Regions from separate parts of the Mus musculus genome. Here regions 1 and 2 are each linked to region 3. Evidence: chromatin contacts called from public HiChIP or PLAC-seq data. All regions are on one chromosome and are shown on one strand. Each heading gives the region's core, a stretch centred on a gene start, on an enhancer-like site or on the middle of the called end of the contact. The rest is flanking DNA. Distances are from core to core; before and after follow the strand shown. Region 1 holds the start of Dph2 (DPH2 homolog). Region 2 holds the start of Slc6a9 (solute carrier family 6 (neurotransmitter transporter, glycine), member 9). Region 3 overlaps Kdm4a (lysine (K)-specific demethylase 4A).

Region 1 (3,551 bases), core at 7-2,506, 260 kb before region 3:
TCTCATCCCCAGATGCCTCAATGTGACCCTAAAGGACAAGCCAGGCCAACTGAGGCCAAGAGCTCTAGGTAAGTGTGCTTAAATAGGAGGAATTAAGGCATGAAGCTGTGGACCCACCCTTCTTTCCCTCACAGGTATAATTTCTCACCTAGGGCATGGGCACAAGCTGGCTCACTCAGCAGTACCACCGGGGCTGTCGGATCTGGGTTCTGGGCTTCAAAGGCCTTTGCACAGAGCTCTAAAGCAACGGGTCGCTGACCAAGGACAAAGGTGATGGGCAGCTGCGAGGCTGGGGGGCTTAAGCAGGCAGGACCGAAGTGCACAAGGGCTTGAGCTCCAGCCTGCTCGGCGCCCAGCACATCCACACAGCAGCTGCAGGGGAGAGAGCATTGGTGAGAGGTGTTCCCTACCTGGAGAGAAGAGTTGTCATCAATGGGAAATGTGGCCAGTGGAGAAAATGGCACCAAGCTAGGAATTCACTGTGACTGAGGGAAGCTGGCATCAGGAGCTTCTCATCGTGCAAACACGGTCACTGGAGGCAGACACTGTGGGCTGGGAAACCCCATACCTGCCATAAGCTGTGTCCCCTAAAATGAACATCTTAGCTCCTGTGACTTCCTCCAGCCGGGCAGCCACCGCTCCCGCATCTCCTAGTAACTGGTCAGGGAACTGCAAAGTCACCTGTAAATACAAGCCACAAGTCAGCGACAACCTCACTCCTCCACCAACAGCCTCTGCAAAAAAACAAAAAACAAACAAAAAAACAAACAAACAAACAAAAAAACCCACTAAACATCCCAAGCCCCTACTTCTAAGGAGGCAGCCAGCCCCACAGAGTTGTGGGTAATCCGTGCGATACGGGCGGATCCCGACCCAAAGTCCCAATCTCCGCAACCCATACCCAGAGGAGAGCCCGCGCCCCGCGCCCCCTTTTCGCGCCCCCTTCTCTGAACCAGACCTCACCCGCTGACAACCTAAATCGCAGACAAATTTCGTAACTCGCTCCAGCTCATACACGCGGTCCAGGTCTTCAGGAGGAGTGAACTGTCCTGGAACGCCCGCCTCCCGTTGCAGGGCTGCCTCCGCAGGGCTGCTGAACGTAGACTCCATTGGGCGCAGCTTGGGTGGGGTGAGATGCAGCTGCACCCTCAAAAGTCCTCGAGGTCACAGCAGCTCTGTTTGTGGATCCGGACCAACCTGTCCTCGGGTCCTAGGATCCAAACCGTACGCTTCCAAATTCCCGGCTCTCCACTACACATGGACCTACGGAGATTACTTCCGGGTTCAAGGACTTCCCACAGAGAACCAATCACTAGCCTCTCACTCAGGACCAATCGGAAGTGCCGCAAAGCCTTGTGGGTGTTGTGGTTCCACTGGCTAAAGCTTCTTCCCGGATACCCTAAGGCCAGCCTGCCGGTGCCCTCTAATTTCTAAGTCACTAATTCAGTGTGAGCAGGCGCTATCTGCTGATCATATTTAAACGCGCGCGCGTGTGCACGTATATACATACAGTGAGAGCAAGGGTCCTTATACAGCTCAGTTCTTCAGGGTTGGCTGCAAGCTCCCTAATCCACCAAGCCATCTTCACAGCCCCCAGAATCTGAAACAGGGTCTTGCTGTGTGACCGAGCTGGATCTCCCAGTACTGCATAATTTCCAACTCAGTGCCCACAGCTTGGGTTTGAATATTTGTGAGCAGGTACTTACTGCCAGACATCGTAAAATGTCTCTATGTCCTTTACTTTGCCTGCTAGAGAATTGTCCCACAACCTGTTGTCCTCACGGTCTGTCAACCAAACACTGACCCTTGCTAAGTTCACCAGTTCATCATTAGAAGCAAGAATTATCCCATATAGATAAGAAAAACAAAACCATGTCTGCTGGTTCTAGAAACTGGGCTTTAGAGCCCGAATTTATTCTCTCGCCCCACCTCCTTGGGACTGAACCTGGGGCCTCGTGCATGGAAAGCAACGACTCTCTGGCTGAGCTACATCCCACATTCTCCCACACGACTTCTTATCATAAGGAGGGATGGGAGAGGAAGACTCTCTTCACGTGATGCCGTAGGGAAAAAGGACTGAAAACATGTGGCGCATCTCTGCATCCTCCAGGAGAGCTGAGAAATCAGGACTGTGGGAATGGGACTAACGGGGCTGGAGAAATGTTTCAGTGGCTAAGAGCACTTGCTGTGCTTGCAGTGGGTTCAGTTACCACCACCCACATGGTGGCTTATAACTATGTGCAACTCCAGTTCTAGGAGGTCCCTTTCCTTTTTTTTTGTTTTGTTTTTTTTTCGAGACAGGGTTTCTCTGTATAGCCCTGGCTATCCTGGAAGTCACTTTGTAGACCAGGCTGGCCTCAAACTCAGAAATCCGCCTGTCTCTGCCTCCCAAGTGCTGGGATTAAAGGCGTGCGCCACTACGCCCAGCTTTTTTTTTTTTTTTTTTTTTTTTTTTGTCCCTTTTCTAATACCTGCAGGCAACTACACTCAGGTGGTGCGCAGATATAAACTCAGCCATACACACATACACATTTTTTTTTAATTGGGACTGAGGAGCGGGATAAATAATGAAGTGGAAGACACTGATGCTACTAGCTGGCTGAGGAAGACACTGGATGGAAAAGAATGAAAGGCAGAATCAGTACAAAAGCTGGGGAAGATCAGAGGATGGGATGCAGTTACCCCATCCAGCAAGTGGATTCAGATGTCATGGATGGGAGTGGGGCGAACTCAGCCCGTTCTTCTGATCTTACTGATGGGTAACCAGAAGGGCAGGGCAGACAGAACTACAGCTGAGAAAATAAAGGAAGAAGTCCGGCTGCCGTGCGCTGTCCGTGGTCCTGACGGACTGATCTGATCTGCCTTAAAGGTGCTAAGAGGGAGAGCTAGGGGTACACAGGCAACGTTAGGTAACCCTTATTCCTCCTTTAAGGGATGAAAGGCCTTCCAGTTCCTCTCACTCCACCTTACTTTCTACAGCCCTCCTGACCACGTGCAAGTGGTGTTCTAAAACACCTTATCAAGGTGCAGGTGGTACACTGGCTGCAGCCCAGCTCTCTGACCCCTTGAAATGTACTCAATATAAATGAACATAAATAAAAATAAAATACCATACCACACATCCATCCTGGAAATCTAATCTCCACACCATTTCTTCCCATACCCCAGGTGGATCCTGAAGGCACATATTCTCAACAGAAATGCAACTTTCTCCACACAGCCATTCTGAACCCATTCTCTACTGAGTACATTAGCTACGATGGGGCCAGCCTTTGTTTGGCTTAGAACCAGGGACCTAGTACTCAGATTAGGTTGCTGATTAAATGTATGCATGAATCTAACAGGAGTATATATGGGCTGCTGATGCTGCTGTACTGTAGCCTCTCACCCTGGGAGCAAGAACAGGCAGTATTTGGTTCCAGGCTAGGCAGCTTGGATGGTAACACCCTCCCTGAGAGCTAGGTGTCCCCTCCATTCTTTGTTTTGTTTTTTGAGACAGGTTCTCATTATTCAGCGCTGGATATCGTGGAACTCACTGTGTAGATAGACCA
Region 2 (3,783 bases), core at 1,187-3,686, 320 kb before region 3:
GCTTCTCAAATCCCAAACTTTCTAGTAATACCAATTCTGCACGCCTCCTTCTCCTCCTCAAACCTCCCTGGGCCTCAGCCCTTGGCAGACAGGTACCCTTGTATCCCTAAATCAGCTCTCCTTCACATGGGTTCCTTAGAGTGGATAAGGGACCTACTTTTCACTAGGCCATTAATAAGAGAGGTAGAAGAGAGGACTGCCAGAGGTTCAAAGCCGGCCAGGAGTACATAGCGAATTTTGTGTCATCCAGAGCTGCATACATGGTGGTTACTGTCTCAAAAACCAAACCAACCAAACCAAACCAAATCAAACCATCCCAGAAGCAAATAAACAAAAACCAACAAAACAACCTCCTCCACATAGAAAGCTCAGCATACAAGCTGTTAATCCCAGGGCTGTGGAAACAGAAGCAGGTGGATCACTGAGTTGGAGGTCAGCTTAGTCTATATAGTGAGAACAATGTCAGCCAGAACTACATAGTGAGATGCTGACTCCAGGAAAAAAGAAAGAAAAAAAGAAAGAAAAGAATTCAGGGAGCGGAGAAGGGCTGTGTGTGAGGGGGTACCAGCAGGAGGGGCTGAAATCTGGATGTAAAGAGAATAAAGAAAGAAAACTTCAAAATTCAAAATAAAGTTTTAAACATTTTCTTAGAACCATCCTAATGCCTTTTAGGTCCATCGCATCCCTATAAGTTAGATGGAAGCCCCTCCCTCAGCCCCAACCTTCCCTTTACCTGGCAGCTTCTCCCAAGAGCCTCCTGTCCATCTGTCTTGGGAAGGAGCCATTTTGGATAATCTAAAGAGGAGGCAGGCTATGAGAGACCATAAACAACTTGTAGAGGAACCCAAGTCCTGGTAGGGAAGATGAGAAGTGTTTAGATACTATCTGGTCAGATCCAGGACTTGAGCACACACACAACTACACAGCCTGCTGCAGGACCCACAGTTAGACTCCCAGAAACTTCTACATAAGCAAAGTTAAAGGCCACAGGTGGTGGTGGTGCACGCCTTTAATCCCAGCCCTTGGAGGCAGAGGCAGGCGGATTTCTGAGTGCAAGGCCAGCCTGGTCTACAAAGTTAGTTCCGGGACAGCCACCGGGACTATACAGAGAAACCCTGTCTCAAATCCCCCCCCCCAAAAAAAAAGCCCACAGGCACAACAGATTGCTTAGGTAGATCTGCGTGTGTGTCCCCTCTCTACTCTATACAAAACTCTGGTAATTAGTTCGTGGGAGACTATAAACCCCAAGCAGGCTTATAACTGCTGTGTTCACGGGCAAACTCAAAAGGGACATAAGTGCCTTCCTAGATCTGACCAAATCTCGAGAATGAACAGATTGTGAGTTCCATGACAGCAGAAAGCAGTATATAAGAAGGTAGTTCTGGGAAAGGGCTGTGGTTGAGCCGTGGGGTAGAGAGAGGCCCAACTGAAGGGAGTGTGCTGGCTGCTGTCTTTTTCAGTGATTATAAATTAATAAGGTGGCTTCTCACACCAGTTGATCTTGTGCGCGGCTTTGACATGGATGCGCCTGCTCTTTGGAGACTGGATGTCAATAAACAAGCAAGTTTCCTGGCCGGAAAATGGTGAGAACTCGGGGCACAGAGTGGAATCCGGAGCCTGCCTCTCCAGACCAGGGCCTTTTGCAGAGCACCTGCGAAGCAACAGCAGTCCTCTGGCAATCAGTATTGTCTGGTTTGATAGAGGGTTGGCAGCTTGCTCAAGGTAAGCAAATGTGGCAGCCTGTTCCATTTGCTAGGCACCACTGCCAATCTGGAGCAATGAGTTTCACGTGGGTATGCATTTCCTTAAGTCATTCTCTCCATTTTGCAGAGGAGGAAACTGAGGCTCAACAAAGCATCTTTTGGCAGATACTGCAATCCAGGCACCTGAAGTAGGTAGGCTCTGTGGCACAACTAACCAGGTAGGGCTGATCAAATCAGTGGTGGAGAATTCGGGGAGAAAGGGCTCCCCAGCCTTGCAATTCCAAGGAGTGGGCCCCAGGCTTTACTCAGCTGTGCCCACAGTCTCTAGCGGCGCTACTGCAAAGGGAACGGAATTTGCTCTTGACGTCTCTCTAGGGGGAACGCAGGCGCAGAAGGCCAGGGGCCTGGCGGGCTAACTGCAGCCCCAGCCCCCCAAAGCGCCCCAGGCCTTTTGGCTTCGTTCCAAGCCTAGCCCGAAGGGGAGGACATCTGCTTCCTCCAAGTGTCCCAACTGAAGGGCAGAGAGGCGAAGGAGAAGGGGACTCCTTTGCCGAGCCCCACTCCCAGGGGTTCGTGAGGATCAATCATCAGAAAACTAGAGCCACTTGTAATCTTATTCCCTGGTAGGAGGAGTCTGAGTAGTCGGCACGCGGGAGGGAGGAGATGGGACCAGGGCGGGGGAGGGCGGCCAGGGGAGCCGCTCAGGGAGGGGAGGGACTTGGCTAGGTTTCTCAAGCCTTCTTCACTCTCCAAACTTTCACCAAACTCTTAGCCCCCGCCTCCCCGAAACCAAAACACAACAAGCTCTGGAGGAGCGGCAGGCAACGCGGCGGGGCGGGAGGACTGGCGGCTGCAGAGAGCCTCGGGAGGCTGATGCAACTTTCCCTTTAAGAAAGCCACCTGGGCGCACCGCGGTGCGGACCCAGCACGCCTGGGCCGGGGGCAGCAGTATGGTAAGAGAGCTGGGGGAAGGGGGCTTTGCGGCCCGAGCCTAGGTCTGTCCAGCCGTCGTTCTGGGCGTTTCTGTGACTCTGGGAGGCTGAGCCCCAGGATGTGTATGGATGTGTGTGTGGTGCGTGGATGAGATAGCGTTTGCTTGCGGGTATCTGTGGCTAAGAGTGTGAGTGCTCGCACTGGGATGTCTGTCTCGCCGCGAAGGTCTGGGTAGGTGCGTGTGTCTGTGTGTCATCGTTGTCACCAAGGAACTAAAGCAGACGGGAGGGAGGGTGATTTCGGAATGGAGGGGGTGCGTTGCGTGCCGACGCCGGCTCGGTCGGAGGTGGTTGGTACGGGGCTGTGCGCGCAGCGCCGGAACCGAAGAGCGTCTTCGGTCTTTCTGGGGCGCCAGTGGGTCTGCCGCGGCCGGGAGCCGGCAGCGGGGTCTGTGCCCCGCGTGCAGCCTCTCGCCCCACCTCCTCTCCCAGCCGTGCTGGCTATCTATCTGGGCGCCGCAGCCGGCGGCCTTCCTAATCTGCCCGCCCACTCGCCCGCCGGGTGCCGGTTCCCGCGCGCCCGCGGTTCCTGGGAAGCAGCGAGGAAGAACCCCAGCGCCCTCCGGTTCTCTTTTGTCCGCGGCTCGCGTGGCTGCAGCGTTGAGAAGGGATTGCGGGGCGGAGAGTGGTTTTGGGGGACTGCTACTCTGGGGGGAAAAAATCCACGCCCTGCCACTCGAGCCTTCACTCTAGCCTTCCTTCTGGGCATGCTTGCGGCGAGTGCGGGCGGCCACAGGTGAGGCCTGGTTTCCCGCAGCTCCCGAGCGCCTGCTCCCAGCCTGTACCCCGCAGCAGGCAGCCACACACGGGCCGGAGCTGAGGCCAGCGAGCCGGGAGGGGGCTTGCCCGCAGACCCGGGAGGGGCCGAGGACGGGCGGGGGCGGGGCAAGGGGGCGGAGACCTCGGCACCCGGGTACTTTTCCACCGCGGGGGGCGGGGCGGCATCCTCCACGCCAGCTGAGAGGCGCACACGTGGTGGCTGATGTAACGCCCGCCCCCCAACACACCTTGCACACTGATTAAAGCGAACCGGTCTCGTTTCGAGGAAGTGGGCACTCCGGGCGGTGCCATGACTCCAAAAGTGACCG
Region 3 (3,874 bases), core at 1,234-3,733:
AGCAGCAGGCCTCACAACTCAGGCACCCTTAACCACGACCAAGGAAAAATCCTCCTCTGGGTTCATCTTTCCACAAGAGTGAGACTCACTGCAGAGTGGAACACAGTGGAACTATTCTCACAAAGCAAGAAAGGTGCAAAGCCCACTAGTTCCTGGCACACACAAGGTCAAGGAGCAGGGCAGAACCTTAACAATTTTGAACGCTGGAGAGAACTCTGATAGAAGCAGGAGCAAACGTCGGGACAGATTGATGCAATAAACAGATGAGGAGGCGCAAGCCTGTAGGAAGTGCTGTTGCATGTGGAGATGAGAAGCCCCTGTTGTCTATCCCTCTGGCCATGCATTCAGTGGCTGACAGGAAATTGGCTTTGACAGTGCGCCCATCAGGCATCGCCATGAGGCTACTGCCCAGGGGACTGTGGATTTGCAAACCACTGCAGTGCTACTGGCTACGATAAAAACACTCCTTCCCCCAGAGGCCCGAGGTCTCTGCAAAGAAGCCTAGCGTAAGCTGTGGTGGGCACACCTATTGTAGGTGCCCACATGCTCGCTCTAGGCAACTCTAGCATAATGCAGAGAAGCCATTTCTTCCTCCACCTACCATAGTCAGGTTTCATCTACAGGGACCTGGCAGCTGCCACTGTGCACAGCCAGCCCCTGTGAAGGGCCACTGTAGCGTAAGGAGGTCAGTGTGAACGAGCCAGACAGCCTCTAAGAGCCCAGAGTGCCTGACCCCAACATGAGGGACCAAGATAGTACAGCAGGGACAGAAATAGACAAGCTCATAGACCCGTCTTCACATACTGACATCTGCTCTACTCACGAAGCCAAAAGTGGCCCAAACCATGACATATGTGAACACTGAATGCCAAGGGGAGACTTCCACTGTGTTAAGTGAAAATTGCAGAGATCAGAATTCTAACAGTTTACATATGTAAAGCTTCACGGAGCCTTATAGTCAAGACGTGTGCATCGCACTGAAAATGTTGTTATTCAGATAAAAATGCCTTTTTAAAAAGCCAGAAAAAGAGAGAGGAGAGAGAGACAGACAGACAGACAGAGAGAGAGAGGGAGAGAGAGAGAGAGCGCGAGCCAGCACGCACTTGGGAGACAGAGGCAGGTGGATCTGAGTTCAAAGCCAGCCTGGTCTACAGAGTTCCAGGACAGCCAGGGCTAAACCGAGAAACCCTGTCTCAAAAATAAATGAGAACAGTGAAGAGACCAGATAACCACATCCTCCTCTCAGGGACACAGCAGGTGTCCAGGAGAAGCCGAAGCTGCCAGAGCAGCACCTGAAAGCGGAGGGAAGAAGATCAGGAGGAGCTCAAGGCGAGCCTGGGCTATACCACAGCCTGGGCTATACCACAGCCTGGGCTATACTATACCCTGTGTCCATAATGTACCAGCAGAAAGAAAGCAGACAAACTCACAGTAAAAGTTCTGATAGCAATGAACACATGGGGGGGACCACACAGAGTCTCCTTTCACTTTGCCATGACTGAACACTGCTTATCACAAAAAGTAGAGACAGATGACATCAGTTACATAATTCCAAAAAGACATACTCAGACAACAATTCACACCTGGGCTGGAAGTGTGTGCTCTCAGTATTCACAAACTCCTCTTTGGATAATTTTTCTTTTGCCTCTTGGAAACTTTTTTTCCCTACGGTCTGTGTCTTTTTGTCTGATTGGTTAGTTTTTGCCTTTTTGAAACAGGGTTTTTTATTCTGTGTAATCTTGGCTGTCTAAGAACTAGCTCACAACCACCCGTATGACCCCTCCTCTGGTGCGTTTGAAGTCAGCTACAGTGTACTTATGTATAATAATAAATAAATCTTTGGGCCGGAGCAGTCAGGGACTGAGAGAGTGGAGTTGACCGGAGCGAGCAGAGGTCCTAAAGAATTCAATTCCCAACAACCACATGAAGGCTCACAACCATTTGTACAGCTACAGTGTACTCATATACATTACATAAAATAAATAAATAAATCTTAAAAAAAAAAAAATAACTCACTCTGTAGACCAGGCTGGCCTGGAACTCAGAAATCTGCCTGCCTCTGCCTCCCAAGTGCTAGGATTAAAGGCGTGTGGCACACCTGCCTGGCTAACCTGGGTCGTTTTAAAGCATCAAGGGAAGAAATCATACAAGAGGCAGAAGCTCTCTGAGCACAGACTCAGAGGGACAGCTGGGACAAGACTCAGAGTCTGGCCACTTCTGATCCCAGGGCCTGTAGGCTGTCCCTGTGCCCAGGCTGTCCCATACTTTCTAAGAGGAAAACTGAGAGATGAGCTGTGACAGCATGTCACAGGAGAGGAGAGGAGGAGAGGGGCTCCGCACTGGAGAGTCAGCAGTCCAAGTGGCTCTGGTTCCACAAGCATGCACGAGCCAGTACCTGGGAGGCCTGCCAGCACCAGCCTGCTGCTCCAGGCAACTGAGATGACCACTCCCTGCTGTTGTCAAGATGCGCTTCGAAGCTACACTTCCTAGTTCTTCTTGCACAGATCTCTTAGTTCCCCTTTCTGTCTCCTCCCCAGGCTCTTCTGCTCCTCTGTCCCACCTCCAGCCCCTGCTCAAGCTTCTAGGCATTCTTGATGAGTGAGACCCTTTCATTTAAAAATACTCCTCCACATCGATGTCTTCCCACATCAATTTTCTCTATCCACAGTAACCTTGGGTTTCTGAAGCCAAAAGCCTTAGGACACAAAGATGAGGCCATCAACTCATCTTCTTCCCTGTGGTCTACCCTTCCAGCTCTGCAGACTGCTGCCCAATCCGGCTGGCGCCGTCTTCACTACTTCCGCTTCTCCCACCCCACCAGCATCCGGGCCCAGTGGTGTCTGGGAGCAGTCCTTCCAATGCCAACCCCACTGTGGTGCTCCCCTTCTTCAAACACACCTCCACGGTTCCCTATTGCGTGTGAGGACAGCCTCAGTAGGCTCGTGAGAGGAGCTGTGGACGGCCAGCCCCACGCCTGCCTTGCCCCTCAGCTCAGTTCAGGCGGCAGCGGTGTCCTCCAGCTTGAGCTAGGCAGCACTGCCCGGCAGCTCCCCTGCCTGCACCCCCATTCCCCGTCTCATTCCTGCTGTCCCCTCAGCTTGGATAGGGCTCCTTTCTTTACATCCCTTTAGCTGGCAACCCCACTCCTCGGTGGGCACCTTGAGGGCAGGCACATATCTTAGCCAGCTGTGCATGCACAGAGCTTGGTATCACTGACGCAACTTACTATCCTGAAAAACCAACCTTGTACCTCCTAGGAAGAGAAAAGAAAGAGGCTGCGTACAATCACACAGCCCACCAGCTCTGAACTGTCCTGGGCCCTGGGCCCACGCCCACCCCTGACCTCTGACGCCCGGTGAGGGCAAGGCTCGCTGTGGGGACCCGCTTTCCGTCTAGTGAAGAGAGGAGACGACTTACCGTCATCGCTGCCGCACTCCTGCAGCACGAGTGGGTGGTGGCGTGGGAGCTTGCTCAAGGGCTGGCGGCGACCCTTGGTCTTCTTATTCTCCTCCAGGGAAAGCATGTACTCATCTGCAACCTGAGCAAAGCAGGGCCGATCAGCAGGTGATGACACCGCAGGGCAAACACCCGAGAGCCTCCCCTCTCTCGGGAGGCTGAGCTTAGAGGACAAAGGCTTGAAGGGCCACGTGTGGGATACAAAGTCTCAGAAACAGGAGGAAGGGAGGGAAGGCAGGAGAGCTGAGGGGAGAAGAGGGGCCCAGGGAACAAATAATGTAGAAATGAACAAAAGGTCAATTTGGGGGCTGGAGAGATGGATGGCTCAGTGGTTAAGCTGCTCTTCCTGACACCCACCCGGCAGCTCACAACCATCTTAAGCCCCATTTCCAGGAAGTTCAACGCCCTCTTCTGTAGT

Evidence for each region. HiChIP or PLAC-seq counts read pairs in DNA pulled down with a chosen protein or histone mark.
Region 1: an H3K27ac HiChIP or PLAC-seq map of bone marrow-derived dendritic cells shows a contact between it and region 3, with 2.6 times the contacts expected there. The contact joins the promoter of Dph2 here to the enhancer-like site in region 3. A contact is called at or near these places in 14 of 39 promoter capture datasets (the 3T3-L1 cell line, 3T3-L1-derived adipocytes, the C10 cell line and 8 more), 3 of 484 Hi-C or Micro-C datasets (bone marrow-derived macrophages and embryonic stem cells), 11 of 115 datasets of contacts at active chromatin or transcription factors (the 230-238 cell line, bone marrow-derived dendritic cells, bone marrow-derived macrophages and 5 more) and 5 of 9 other capture datasets (adipose tissue, embryonic stem cells, liver and 2 more).
Region 2: an H3K27ac HiChIP or PLAC-seq map of bone marrow-derived dendritic cells shows a contact between it and region 3, with 4 times the contacts expected there. The contact joins the promoter of Slc6a9 here to the enhancer-like site in region 3. A contact is called at or near these places in 1 of 39 promoter capture datasets (liver), 1 of 484 Hi-C or Micro-C datasets (liver), 4 of 115 datasets of contacts at active chromatin or transcription factors (the 230-238 cell line, bone marrow-derived dendritic cells and kidney) and 3 of 9 other capture datasets (adipose tissue, embryonic stem cells and liver).

What each region holds. Positions count from the first base shown.
Region 1 is chr4:117,890,747-117,894,297 of GRCm38.p6, forward strand. Dph2 (DPH2 homolog) reads right to left here and starts at 1,257. Exons shown (of 6, transcript NM_026344.3): 1 at 964-1,257; 2 at 569-681; 3 at 149-372. The coding sequence starts at 1,110. It also overlaps a transcript of Ipo13 not described here.
Region 2 is chr4:117,832,822-117,836,604 of GRCm38.p6, forward strand. It overlaps Slc6a9 (solute carrier family 6 (neurotransmitter transporter, glycine), member 9), which reads left to right and starts at 2,437. Exons shown (of 14, transcript NM_008135.4): 1 at 2,437-2,656.
Region 3 is chr4:118,149,773-118,153,646 of GRCm38.p6, forward strand. It overlaps Kdm4a (lysine (K)-specific demethylase 4A), which reads right to left. Exons shown (of 22, transcript NM_001161823.1): 12 at 3,418-3,538. Among named protein-coding and RNA genes, the nearest start is that of St3gal3, 17 kb to the left of the region's middle. Within about 2 kb of position 2,484, at least 70 of the 459 cell types and tissues checked have an H3K27ac peak or open chromatin away from gene starts, as enhancers often do. A contact at or near this core is called in the 230-238 cell line, adipose tissue, bone marrow-derived dendritic cells and 2 more, where this site is marked.